Regions from separate parts of the Triticum aestivum genome. Here region 2 is linked to region 1. Evidence: chromatin contacts called from public Hi-C data. All regions are on one chromosome and are shown on one strand. The core of a region is the stretch at or near the end of the contact, and the rest is flanking DNA. Distances in the headings are between cores, read along the strand shown.

Evidence for each region. A called contact is a pair of places that touch in the nucleus more often than the background predicts.
Region 2: a Hi-C map of leaf shows a contact between it and region 1, with 3 times the contacts expected there. The contact joins the promoter of LOC123092351 here to the promoter of LOC123092350 in region 1. A contact is called at or near these places in 2 of 5 Hi-C or Micro-C datasets (both in leaf).

What each region holds. Positions count from the first base shown.
Region 1 is chr4B:399,590,255-399,597,325 of IWGSC CS RefSeq v2.1, forward strand. LOC123092350 (probable enoyl-CoA hydratase 1, peroxisomal) reads left to right here and starts at 4,458. Exons shown (of 3, transcript XM_044514117.1): 1 at 4,458-4,879; 2 at 5,291-5,573; 3 at 6,731-6,949. The coding sequence starts at 4,458. The coding sequence ends at 6,832. It overlaps LOC123092349 (GDSL esterase/lipase At4g16230), which reads left to right and starts at 1,532. Exons shown (of 7, transcript XM_044514116.1): 1 at 1,532-2,266; 2 at 2,352-2,482; 3 at 2,826-3,071; 4 at 3,201-3,468; 5 at 3,576-4,879; 6 at 5,291-5,573; 7 at 6,731-6,949. The coding sequence starts at 2,011. The coding sequence ends at 3,805. LOC123092348 (a long non-coding RNA gene) reads left to right here. Exons shown (of 3, transcript XR_006444486.1): 3 at 288-739.
Region 2 is chr4B:399,867,136-399,874,206 of IWGSC CS RefSeq v2.1, forward strand. It overlaps LOC123092351, which reads left to right and starts at 4,331. Exons shown (of 16, transcript XM_044514118.1): 1 at 4,331-4,684; 2 at 5,246-5,440; 3 at 5,538-5,612; 4 at 5,708-5,872; 5 at 6,957-7,071. The coding sequence starts at 4,499.

The DNA.
Region 1 (7,071 bases), core at 3,208-5,707:
TGTTTATAACAAGATTCTTACTAGGGACAACTTAGCAAAAAGGAGGCAGGTGGATGACCCCTCTTGTTTATTTTGTGCTGAAAATGAATTTGTCCAACATCTTTTATTTGATTGTGTTGTGGCTCATCAAGTGTGGGAGTTTATCTCTGAATTCTTTGAGATTGAGAGGACTTCTAGTTTTGAAGTTATCTTTGCTTTCTGGACATAAGAAAAATGCAGTGTTGAATTTGGTGATATCTCCATCCTTGTGGAGCTTGTGGAGACTGAGAAATGAGTTCTGTTTTCAGGGGCGCAAATGGCGATATGTGGAATGCATTCTTGCCAAGCTAAGTTGTTATCTACATCAATGAAAAGTTCTTTGCGACGGTGCACAAGCGACACTGCTGCAGCGCTGCATCCTCCTGTTGGACAAGCGACGTGGAGAGCTACTTCGAATTGCATGGAGATGAACAAAAGGGACCAGTGAGAAAAGATGAAGACAAGTGTTTCAGTTCAGCGAAAAAAGATCATATATGCTGGCTCGTTTTTCTTGTTCTCATTTTGGCTCTGTAAACAAAGCTGGATATGTATTAGGATCTACCTGGTGGTGAGAGAACTTCTGCTTTCCTTCATGTTGGCTGTAGGAGGTAGTTAGGCCTTTCTCTGATGTGTGGTCGTCTGAACTGGATGTACTGGCCGTTTTCTGCTTCATTATATAAAATGGGGCAGGGGGGAAACCCCTTTCTTTTTTAAAAAAAAGGGGAAAATACATAACCCAAAAAGGGAAAACACCACTTGCCCTCTGAATTGGATTGCCTGCACCAAACGATGCATGTTCACCTGCGATTGACCCTCTGACAGGCCAACCTCGATGCTTCTTGCTTGGTTTGGCATACGACGTCTGCAATCGTGCATCGACTTCTCAACCCTTTGAGAGGAAAAAAACAAAAAAAATCCTCGACAACAGACGAAACTTTCCTGCCAACCAGCTTTAGAGCAAGTACAATAGAGCTTAGTCAGCGGGCTATAAGGAATAAACTAGTATATTTCTGCTTAGTTGCAAGAAAGAAAAAAGGGGAGAGAAGATAAGCGGGCTCTTCGTGAAGAACCAGCTCTAGCACGTGCTCCTAGGCACTTTATGAGAATGAAAGGTGGGCCGTATAATAAAAAAGTAGTACACTTTTTTTATCTACTATTGTATATCTTAGCTATAAGATGGGCTGTATATGACATGGCACTGGCTTATAGCCAGCAGCCGGCTATACTATTAACCATGCTCTTACAATCGATTTATCGCGGCGCATCTCGTGTGAAATCACGAGACGGGACCAATCAAGCCTCATGCCGTGACGATGCAGTGAATACCGTGGCAGCGATCTCTCAAGATTTGAGTTCCGAGGGTAGAGGTAAATGCAGCTGCAGCCTGTGTCCTGAGAAAAATGAATGCACATAGGACTAGAATTGATTGACGACACGCCACTGCAACTGCAAAGATCTAATCTCATGATATTCGCTGAACCCTGCCCAAAATACGGTGCGGCACGGACTCGTCTCCCTCTCCGGCGGCAAAAGTTTCACGGGTAGCCGCGGAGGCTTGATAAACGAGCAGCCATTCATTGCCAAGATGCAAAGGTTCATGCAAAAACAATGCCATGTGAGTTTTTTATATGTGCGAAAGCCTTCAGAGGCCACACAAATCTTCTCTCCTTGTTTATTCGTGTTTCTTGCCCTTTCTTCTCGGTTTCAAACCTCGTCCGTGGGATTGGATTTGTCATTTGCGGCCTAATTGGCACTCCAAGTCACTAATCGTGCCATTTCGCTTGATCACGGTTTTGTCGGTTCGTCTCCACTCTCTCATTCATTCATGTACTCCATCGGATTATGCCTCTCAGCGGAGTAGTATATAAAAAGGCAAGCAACGGTTATCTCCCCTCGCCATCCTCAATTGCAACATTGCCTTCAGTACTGCTGCCGTAGGATTTTTTGACATTTTCCCGCTCCTAGTCCTAGCGTGACATTGCTCGCTCACGGATGAGCCCCTCACACGAGCTGCAATCAGGCATGGCATCCCGTTTTACTCTACTGGCGTGCATCGGCGCGCTGTTTGCCGGCACCGCTGCTGTTCCGCCGGCAACATTCGTCTTCGGCGACTCGCTCGTCGACGCCGGCAACAATAACTACATCGCCACGCTGTCCCGGGCGAATTATGCCCCCAACGGCATCGATTTCGACGGCCACCAGCCCACCGGCCGGTACACCAACGGCCGGACCATCGTCGACATACTAGGTGATAAACATTTCGCATCTGAATTTTACTGTCACGCTGCCTCTCTTCTCTATTTATTAAAGAAAAAACTTTGGCACGATTTCAGGGCAAGAGATGGGGCTGGGAGGGTTTGTGCCGCCCTACATGGACCCAAACACCACCGGCGACGTCCTGTTCAGAGGCGTCAACTACGCGTCCGGCGGCGGCGGCATACTCAACCAGACCGGGAGCATCTTCGTCAGTATACTTACTACTAAACTGCTCGCTTTTTGTGTCGAGATCCTTCTTGTTTCCGCTTTTCATCAACATGCCCCGCGTAAGCTGCGATCATTGCTTCCGCATGAGGCCTTCTCCGATAGCTTGCCTTGTGCGTGATCTAGTAATAGAGACTTGTAGTTAATCCATGTCGCAGCACATTTCATAGTTGATGTAAATTTTCAGTTCCGGCAGTAATCTCTCTTTTGTGAAACGACGATTCCGGAAGGATAATCGCGTCTTAGATGATTTTTTCCCCTTGAGCGCTCAAGTACAACAAAACGCAAGGTCTTTTATCGAGTGGTAAATCGTGAAATTTGGGCAGGGTGGGCGTATAAACCTGGATGCGCAGATTGACAACTACGCCAAGAACCGGCGCGACTTGATGACACAGCGCGGGGAGGTGGCAGCGGTGAGCCGGCTGAGGGGCGCGCTCTTCTCGGTGACCATGGGCTCCAACGACTTCATCAACAACTACCTCGTCCCCGTCCTGTCCGTGCCGGAGCGCGCCGTGACGCCGCCGGAGGCCTTCATCAACGGCATGATCGCCAAGTACCGGCAGCAGCTCATCGTACGTGCATGCCATCCCATTCCCAGCCTTATTAGCTCGTTCGTCGCATGCATGCATGATCACGTCAACAGCTTCAGTTGGTCGTGATCAATTAATTAGAGTTTGCTTACATAGTCGCATTGGGCGCAGAGGCTGTACCTTCTGGACGCCCGGAAGATCGTGGTGGTGAACGTGGGGCCGATCGGCTGCATCCCGTACCTGAGGGACATCATGGCGACCGGGGCCGGGGCCGGGGCCGGGGCGTGCGCCGAGTTCCCGAACCAGCTGGCCCAGTCCTTCAACCGCAAGCTGCGCGCCGTGGTGACCGAGCTGGGCGCCGGCCTCGGCGGCTCGCGCTTCGTCTACGCCGACGTCTACCGCATCGTCTCCGACATCATCGCCAACTATAAGTCGCACGGTACCATAATATAGCCCATATGACATCAAGTCATCAAGAATGATCAGATGGAGAAACAAGGGTGTTTATATATGTGACTCGGCGTTGGGTTGATTGTCTGTGTGTAGGGTTCGAGGTGGCGGACTCGGCGTGCTGCTACGTGGGCGGGCGGTTCGGCGGGCTGGCGCCCTGCGGACCCACGTCGAGCTACTGCGCGGACAGGTCCAAGTACGTGTTCTGGGACGCGTACCACCCCAGCGACGCCGCCAACGTGCTCATAGCCAGCCGCATCCTCGACGGCGACCCGGCGGACATCTCACCTGTCAACGTGCGCCAGCTGCTCTTCGACGATGCTTAGCTTGGAACCAATCGTATAGTGCTTACTGTATCTCAGAGCTAGGTAGAAGATAGCAGCCTGACCGCGCGCTGTCTTGGAAGGTCTCGGTCCTATTTGTTCAGTTTGCCTACCCCATTCTAGCCACGCTTCATCTGCGAGGTGTGTCTGTCTACTTCTACTAATAAAAAGAAGAAGAAAAAACGAAGCCGTAGCCGTTGATGATTGCAGTATTGTCGAGCTCAATGGATAATCGATCGCGTGCGACAAATTGTGATCCGATGAAGACGTGCGGTTTAGGCTGTGACGCCGGCGTTTCCAACCAAACCGAAATTGCAGTTCTTTTTGTTTTGTTTTGAGGGAAAGAAATCAGAGTAGAAGCGAAACCATACGCACGGCACGTAACTGACACATGCCACGCCACCAACCTTATCAGTCCTTTTTTTCCTTTTTTTTAGGAAAAAAAACCTTATCAGTCCTTTTTTCCGGAGAAAACAAAAACATCCAAGTAGCACTAGTATTTATCAGAACCGCCCTGAGTCTTCAGTTCGGTGCAGCACTTCGCAATTTAGAGCAGTTCTCAAAAGTCAAAAGGTCGCTTGCACAAGCACACGGTCCCAAGCTACGATCGCTCAACCAAATCGAGACGCTAGCCCGATTTCACCCGCCCAGCTTGATGGGGGCCACTTCGCCGGACTCCGGCGACCTCATCCTGGTCGAGCCGGCGAGGCCGGGGTCCAAGGTCGCCGTGGTGACCATCAACCGCCCCGATGCGCTGAACGCGCTGACGCGCTCGATGATGATCTCCCTGGCCTCGGCGTTCCGGCGGCTGGACGCCGACGACGGCGTGGCCGCGGTGGTGCTCGCGGGCCGCGGCCGCTCCTTCTGCGCAGGGGTGGACCTCACGGCGGCGGAGGAGGTCTTCAAGGGCGACGTCAACGACCCCGCCGCTAACCCCGTCGCCCAGATGGAGCTCTGCCGGAAGCCCATCGTCGGCGCCGTCGCCGGGTTCGCGGTCACCGCGGGCTTCGAGATCGCACTCGCCTGCGATCTCCTCGTCGCTGGCCGCTCCGCCAAGTTCCTCGACACCCACGCCAAGTGAGCTACCTCTCCTCACACGCTTCTTCATCTCATTTCTGCACGGAAGTAAATCCAACTTGGCTGGTCCTCAATCTGTTCAGTTTCTCAGTAGACGGTAATTAAAACTTCGTACTACTAGTTGAGCTGGAAAATCTCACTCGAACTCAATATATCCATGCTAGTGAAATTCTTGTGTGGGCAGAGCAAATGAAACACAAGATTTGCTGCAAATATTTTGTACTCCTGCAATTCAGTATGGGGAAATTTTATACATTCGAGTTGCTAGTGTTCAACACATATGTTTGTACTACCTGAAATTGGGCGTGTCTGCACTGTCCTACAACTTACAAACCCTGCTCATGCCATTGCCGTTTCATCTGTGCGCTTTGCTTGTTGTCTTCTAATCAGCCTTTGTCCAATCTGATGTAGGTTTGGGATATTTCCTTCTTGGGGTCTTTCACAGAAGCTCTCTCGTCTCATCGGGCCAAACAGAGCACGACAAGTGTCACTTGCTTGCATGCCTGTCACTGCTGAAATGGCTGAGAAGTGGGGGCTTGCTAACCACATTGTGGAAGATAGTCAGGTGCTGAGTAAGGCCATAGAGGTCGCCGAGGCCATTGTGAAGAATAACCGCAACTTGGTGGTGCTATACAAGTCAGTTATAAATGATGGGCTTCAGCTGGACATGAAACATGCCCGAGCTCTTGAAAAGGTGCGAATTTATGAAGTGCATGACACAATTACGTATCCATGGCTTAACTTACAGCCAATATTTGTTGTTTTGATTCTCTATGGTGCTCAAATTATGAAACTCTGAGGTGATCTTGTGAATGTTAGCAACAGTGTGTTAATGAAAAACCAGGCAGAATTAGATTGATTTGGTACACTAGAAATTTGACAGAATATCCATAAAACTGCTTTACAGTCTTAAATCCTCTTTGGTATCAACGGCCATGCATTCTAGTTAATTTGTGTTCCTGATTTTGGTAGCCCTTGTTGGGATTTGAAACAGGGAAAAAGAAAATGAAATTTATTTGTTGCTATTTATGTATTCAGCTATTGCACCCTTGTTGCCATTCTTGCAGTAGAATGATATTTTATCAATCTTCTCTGGAAACCATTGTAATACATCTTTTGAACAGATAACAGACTTTAAGGTTAACCTACTACCTCCCATAATAATGATATGATTCACAAAGGACACTAGAAGTCTTCGGTCAATAGCAGGGATGCAGGCGGGCGTCCCGCATATCCCGCATAAGTAGGAAAATAGTGCAAGCTAAGCTAAATCCGGGTGAGGAAATTATAGTTAAGTTGATCTGTTTATACTACGAGGCGGAGCGGATCAGGTGCCGCTCTGCAGCCCTAGTCAGTAGCATCAAGGGTACTTCCGCAAAAGAAAAAAGAAAAATCATCAAGGGTAGGGTGATATGCATTCTTGGGGAAGTTTTTTGCCTGGTAGGGGTCATCTTAGATAAGTTTGAGGAAAGCAGGCCATGGGTCATTCGGGAGACAGAAATGCTCTCTTCATTTGTCACATGGGCACTAAGATGAATTTGTCGAAATTCATACCAATCCAGTTCGAGCTGTAAATGCTTCAAGGATCTCTTTAGCAATCCCAGCTTTGTTTTGTGCAAACTTTTAACCGATATATGGTCATGAAGAACTCGGCAGATCATATGTTAGCATCCACAGTATGTATGTTCATTGTACATTAGAAATAGTGTTCTTAGAAACGTATAAAGTCTTAATTTGATAGGGGCAAGCATTCTAGCTGAAAGAAACGGAAATTGCTCTTATTACTGTTTCCAACTTTCAATACTCAGTGAAGACATACCTCTAATGTTAGCATTGGTGCTATGGTTTCAGGAAAGAGCTGTCAACTATTACAATGGCATGACAAAGGAGCAATTTGCAAATATGCAGAAGTTTATACAAGGCCGGAGTTCTAAAGCACCATCGAAGTTGTAGATGCGGTGCTCTGTGTGTATGTGCCTTTTTATTATATGGCTCCTTTTATTATAAAGCTTGTGGAAATGTCAAATTGCTACTCCTATTACTGGAAGACCCACGTTGTTTTACTTTGAAGTTTCTACTGTCATCACATTCCCCCCTTTTAGCTGCAGTAATGTTATCCGACATCTGACAAACGTCAGCTGGGAGGTAGATGACAGGTGAACACTTTCTTCTGGCAGTTTCGAATGATGGCA
Region 2 (7,071 bases), core at 3,081-5,580, 280 kb after region 1:
TCAAGGCACATTTTCTGGCATAACAATCCAGATATTTCATTCAGCAATCTTGACTCATGATCATGCAAGTGTCGTTCAACAAAAGACTGCAGTCAATATATTGATCTAAAAAGGAGATGGCATTGACCAAAAGTTAAAGCTTCAAACAAAAAGATGTGCTTTATAGTGATGAAATTTAGGAGATTTATTGTCTTGTTTCTCGAATGAAACATAATTTGTAAGCCGAATATTTTAATGCTATTATGTGAAAATATGAAGCCATCATGTTTTAGTTTTTATCCTTTTGAAGTTGTTCCTAAATCTTGGAATATGTTTTCTAACCAGCGTAATTCCAGTTGACTGAAGACAACAAACCTTTTTTTGTGCAGGTAGAACACTTGTATTATGCAATCACAACAGTATACAATCAACAAGATTCAGCTAACGACGCCTGGGGGATCAGAGCACAATCAACTTATATTTCTACTTTCTAAGCAAGCAGAGTTTGCTAGAAAGTTGCGAACTTTATTTTGGGAGCGCCTAACATGTGTAATACTAATTATACGAAGACTCAAGAGGTACTTTATTTCTTTCACCAAAGAGGAATACACCGATCTATCCATGTCGCCGGATTGAATCATATTTGTAACTTAAGAGAGTCCACTTCAATTATCACGGGAAGGTCACTCCTCTGAAGGCCAGTGATAAGCCCTGCAAACAAGCACATCATTTTGATTCTAAATCATCCCAATAGGAGAAAAGCTCTATGCAAGAGGAAAAAAATAATAGGTCCGGTGTCAACTCATAACACCATGCCAGCTCCAGTTCTTCCATCTGAAGATAACGATCCATCAAAATTAAGTTTCACCCAACCCAAAGGTGGGTAGATCAACAACCAGCCTCTATATAAAGTAGGATATGTGCTCAAACTTGTCATTTTGATTGTCCGACAGTTGTGTTGTATATTGGATTAATTGCCATGAGTGAATGTGCTTTGCTTAATGCTATTAGGATGTAAGTCATACCATAAAGAAAGTAGTGGCATCCTGCTAAGAGCAAGGCATTTTAATTCCAACTGTTCATTTATACGGTTTAAACATGTCTACCTTTTGTTTTTGAGATGGGCTTGAGCAAGATGGGCACTTTATGCATATCACCCACGAAATATTGGGTAACTTTACAAACGTGATGTGCGGAAAGTTTATACACATTTAACTTAAATGTTTCATGTAAGAAAATTCCTACCATTCTATAAAAAAAATAGATGGGCGCTGCAACGCGCGCCATCATGGTCTAGTATCATCAAAATATCGAACACATATCAAGTTCACATGATTACTTACAACAAGATTTGTCCCATGGCCACAAGAACAAAAGTAACTACTCACAAATAATAATCATGCTCAAGATCAGAGGGGTATTAAATAGCATAATGGATCTGAACATATAATCTTCGACCAAATAAACCATATAGTAATCAACTACAAGATGTAATTAACAATACTAGTCACCCACAAGCACCAATCTAAGGTTCCGGTACAAAGATTGAACACAAGAGATGAACTAGGGTTTGCGAGGAGATGGTGTTGTTGGAGATGTTGATGGAGATTGCCTTCCTCAAGATAGGAGAGTTGTTGGTGATGATGATGATGATGATGATTTCCCCCTCTGGGAGGGAAGTTCCCCCAGCGGAATCGCTCCGCCGGAGGGCAAAAGTGCTCCTGCCCATGTTCCACCCCAAGATGGTGGCGCTTCGTCCCGAAAGTCCTCTTCTGATTTTTTTTCTAGGTCAAAATGACTTATATACCAGAATAGGGGCACCGTAGGTGGGTCGAGGAGGGCACAACCCACCAGGGCGCGTCCTGGGGCCCCTGGCGCGCCCAGATGGGTTGTGCACACCTGGTGCCCCCCCTCTGGTAGTTATTTGCTCCAATAATTCTTAAATATTCCATAAAAATTCTCTGTGAAGTTTCAGCTCATTTGGAGTTGTGCAGAATAGGTGGCCTGGCGTAGCTTTTTCAGGTCCATAATTCCAGGTGTCGGTATTCTCCCTCTTTGTGTGAACCTTGCATATTATGAGAGAAAAAACATTAGAATTACTCCATAAAGCATTATTATGTATAAAAACATCATAAATAACAGTAGGAAAACATGATGCAAAATGGACGTATCAGTTTTGGACATATTTAAATGTGGGGAAGTGGCTGGTTTTGGAGCAATATCTTCAAGCACTTGAGCAACTAAGTCATGATCAAAACCTCATCCCCTTTTAATAGTAATGGCTTTCGTATGGACTCAATGTGATCTTGGAGCACTTAACCAAAATGGAAGAATCTTGAAGCTTTGTGCCAATATGTTATGATAGCATTTGGGGGGGTTCCACTTCCACATGTCCCTGGTATGCCAACATTGAACTTTCCTGAAATCTATTTTAGAATAGGCATTAGTTCAATGACATATATGTTGTTATTAATTATCAAAACCACTCAGGGATTAGTTGCACTTTCACGAGGCCAAGGCTTTCTTCTTCCTCGGCCTCTGGATTGTAGTCGCTGTCGTTGGGGTCGTCTTAATCCCCGTTGATCATGTCATCGGCGTTGATATTGTCGCTGCCACTGTTAATGGTTCCATCATTAGTTGCGTCACCATTGGTAGTATCACCGCTTTCGGTCCCCTTGCTTGTATCTCCATTGCATGCCCCCCCATTACGGCGCCCTTGTGTCAGCGTATGGAGTTTTCTCCTCCTCCTCCTTCATCCTTGGAAGTGTCTACCATGTAGACATCGAAGGTGGAGGTCGCGGTCCACCTGCCGGTATGGTTGATGGCTGGTGGTGGAGCGATATCTGACATCTCACCGACGTCTCATCTACGTCGGTGGCCTCCTCGGAGGCATTGTCTAAAACATCGGTAAGTTTTTTATGATAGCGACTAGGTGGGTGGAGGGTGGGTAAAAATTCCAGCCTTCCCTGGTTTTCCCAGACCTGATCATACAACAAGGTCCAGTCGTCCGAGATGACCAGGCTCTGAATCCGATTTAACGTTGTTCAGAAGTGCCTTGTCTGCCTCGCCCATATCCCGATCAAAAGTGGGGCTCAACTAAAGTTTACTTGAGGTTCGATCTAACATGGCCTCAGGGTCTTCGTTGGTCAAGATAGATGCCTGACCCGTTGATGTAGTACTCGGCTCCGAGCTCAAAGCCAGGCCCGAGGTGTGATCCATGTTATGGTCCTGATCCGAGATTGAATCCGAGATCTGGATGGAGGCGTCAGGGCAGTCCTTAGCTTGGTCTGACACCCAGCCCGAAAACGCGATAGCGCCGCGGGAATCTATGGCGTACTTGAGGTTCCTAAATTTGATGATATGGCCTGGAGCGTAATTTTCGATCTGACCGAGGTGACCAGTCTAATCTGCATAAAGAGTAATGCTGCCAAAGACAAAGAGTTGTCCCGAGAAGAAAGCCATACCACAACCGACGCTGTCGTCAATCTGCGAGCCATCGAGCCGTTTCGATTTCCTAGAGGGACTTGTATGGGTCACCAATGTCGGAGCTAAGTCCGACGGATCTCGGGTAGGGCCCCCCAATCTGGTAGGCTTGGCTAGATGGTAACAAGGACACAAGGGACATGATGTTTACCTAGGCTCGGACCCTCTCGAAGAGGTAAAACCATATGTCCTGCTTTGTTCTATTGATTGCGGCTGAGGTGCAAAGTATAGGTGATGTACCACGAAATCGGATGTGAATCTGTCCCTCGAAGGCCCTAACACCTTGGTTTATATAGACACCGGGGTATCTAGGGTTTACATAATGTCGATTGCATTTAAAGGGCAATCGTGCCGAGGACTATCTCTACTCTTGGAGTATACGTAAGTCTTCACGCCATTCCTTCCCGATGTTCCTGGCCCAGATGAGCGAAGCCCACCGATGATAAGCTTGGGGGGGGGGGGGTCCTCGGCCCAACCCATAGGTCACGCAACGGACATGCCGAGTATCCCCTAATCTAGGACTCCGTCAGTGATTATATATGACATGGCAATATCATATACTCCATCTGTTCCTAAATATTTGTCTTTTTGAGATTCAAATGAACCAGCACATATGGATGTATATAGACATATTTGAGTGTAGATTCACTCATTTTACTTCGTATGTAGTCACTTGTTGAAATCTCTAAAAAGACAAATATTTAGGAACGGATGGAATAGTTGGCTATACTATTAACCATGCTCTAATACCTGTATTTATACCTCTTAATGAATAAAGCCTAGTAGTTTTTCGAAAAGAAAAACAGATTTTTTGATCCATCGATCCCCCCGAGTCCACACAAGTCAAACACCACTAATCTCAAAGCGACGACGGCCTAGCCGAGAGAGGAAACGCCCGCATGCACTCGCCGTGGACCGTGTGGTGCCGCCGACCGCTCTGCCCCCTCCTCCGCCTGCCCACTACTGCCTCGTAGCCGGCCACGGCGAAGCTCCCCCAGTCCAGGCGGTTTCCCGCGCTTCTCTTTCCCCGCCTCCCATGGCGCCTCCCCTCCTCCTCCGCATCCTCTTCCTCCTCGCAGTCACCGCCGCCGCGTCGGCAGCGGCGCGGCGAGAGGCGTTCCGTCGGGACCCCGGGCACGAGCACTGGCACCACGGCGCCTTCCACGACGTCGAGGAAAGCGTCCGCGCCGACGTTCGCCGCATGCTCCACACCCGCGCAGAGGTACTCCACTGCCCCCCCCCCCCCCCCCCCCCCTCTCGCCACTCCCTCGCTAAACCTCTCCGATCCCCCTCGCGCGTGGCCTCTGCAGACGCGATCTGCGCAGAGTAATTGAGCTCGAATGGATCCGATCTCGGTTGGCGGTGCGGTGAATACTACTCCCGCGTGTATGGGATCCGCGCCTGCCACCGGATTTCGGTTCTCTCCGTCAGTGACATCGAGAGCAATTTTTATTGTGGGACGTGTCAAAATTTCCCAATTTTGAACTTTTAATATATACATGTAGACTCTGGCTGCGAAGATGTGTGAGAGTGTTCACATGGGTTCGCGTTATGAATTATGCCTGGGACTTGGGGCACCGTAGATTAAATTGAGCCTGACATTAGTTAATCGGTTGCCATGGTCATACTGGTGCTCGTATAACCAGGAGAACTGAGCAAACAGTAGTGATGTATCTGTAATCATTCCCTATTTCTCTGCTCAAATCTCTGTGTGTTCCAAAACATGTGTGGTGTTACCTTATTAAGATTGAACTTCTATAAACACATTTGGGGAATTTTGCAGGTTCCATTTCAAGTGCCCCTCGAGGTTAACGTTGTTCTGATTGGTTTCAATGGTGATGGAGGATATAGATACCCTTTGGATGGGCACAAGCTTGAGCAATTCCTAAAGATGAGCTTTCCACTCCATAGGCCCTCTTGTTTCGAGACAGGGGAGCCAATTGATATTGAGCACCATATCATGTATAATGTCATAGCGGTAAGGCTTCATTTACGATGGTCATGTAGATTATTTTTCGCCACAATGGAGGTCTTGTTTTCATCCAGTGATATTACTGAAATTATTGCTTCATTAGGCTGGACAACCAGAGCTTATTTCGCTTGAGAAGTCACTGAAGGAGGCTATGGTTTCTGCAGGAACTGCGAGAGAGGTAGAAATATGTTATTTCCCTATAAAAGTATCTTTAAACGCTGTTCTGATCTTGATTGACACAAGACATGACACTAATTATTTTGTCCCCCACAGAGTGAATATGGTAGGGAATTCCCTCTCTTTGAGGTAGAAGCAACTGTAGTAGAACCTATATTCGAGAGGCTATACTCATTTATTTTTGATATGGAGCCTGGTCGCTCTGCAACTGAAATGGATAGGCCTGTACCTGTTGCTATATTTGTTGTTAATTTTGATAAGGTACGTACACTTATATATTGTTCTATATAAAATGCTTTTCTAACTCCTTTCCCACCTGCATGCAAATTATAGCTATTATTCGTGTGTAGACTTGTAGTCTTTTGGGAATATTGAGTAAACAGCCTAATTCTTCTGGTTGTTTATTTTCCTATTACTATTTGAGGGAAACAGAAGAGAAGAACCCTACTGAAATTATTTAAAAGTTATTATACAAAAGATAATACATAAGAAGATAAAGGAAAAGAAGGTAACCAGTGGGAGTTGCATTCTGAATGTGAATTATACTCACTGTCCTTAAAAAAAACACACTCTCACTTTTAATAGATCCAAGCCAAACAATTTCCTCCATCTAAATTTGTTTGATGGTATAATAAATAATTAATGTGTTTCTTTGTAACTACATATGCAGGTAATCTGCGGTTATCAAAACTTTGAACAGTATTTTAGATAGAGATAGTCATGCTCGTGCAACATCCTTAGCCTTCTCTAAAAATTGGAGCATATGCATAGATGAGTCCCAAAAGACATTGATAAGAGCCCAACAATCCTTAGTAAACTGGCCAGAGACAAAATATGCATACAATTATTCTTTTAGAATGTAGGGGACCCTGCTGAAATATAAAGGAGACTGCACAGAAGGTATTACAAAGGAAAATAAGTTGATTCAACAAGTGGGAGTTTCATGACTTTCATCCTGAACTATATTCACTTTGCTTAGAAGAACATTACCCTCACATTTTCACAAGTTCTAACAGATTCAGGTCGAACGATTTATCCATCTCAATTTGTTTGATGGATATTATAAAATATATCGTTTATTTGTAATTATATATGCCAGCAGCCAATGGTTATCAGCACCTCGAACAACATTTAAGATAAAGATAGTCATGCTCAGGCAGCATCCTTAGCCTTCTGTAACAATAGGAAAATATGCAAAAGGACTCCCAAAAGATATTGATAAGAGCCCAGCAATCATTAGTGAACTGTCCAGAAAGAAAACATGGGATTCAATGTCCATCCTTGTATCTTATACAATTATACTTGGAGAATAGTAATCAACATTGACAAAGCTATTCCTTGGCAGGCCAGAACGGATCCTCGGAACAAAGGAGTTGATCTTGACAGTTTAATGTATAGTAAAATTAATGGACTGACAGAACAAGAGCTAAAAAAGCAAGAAGCGGATTACATCTACCGTT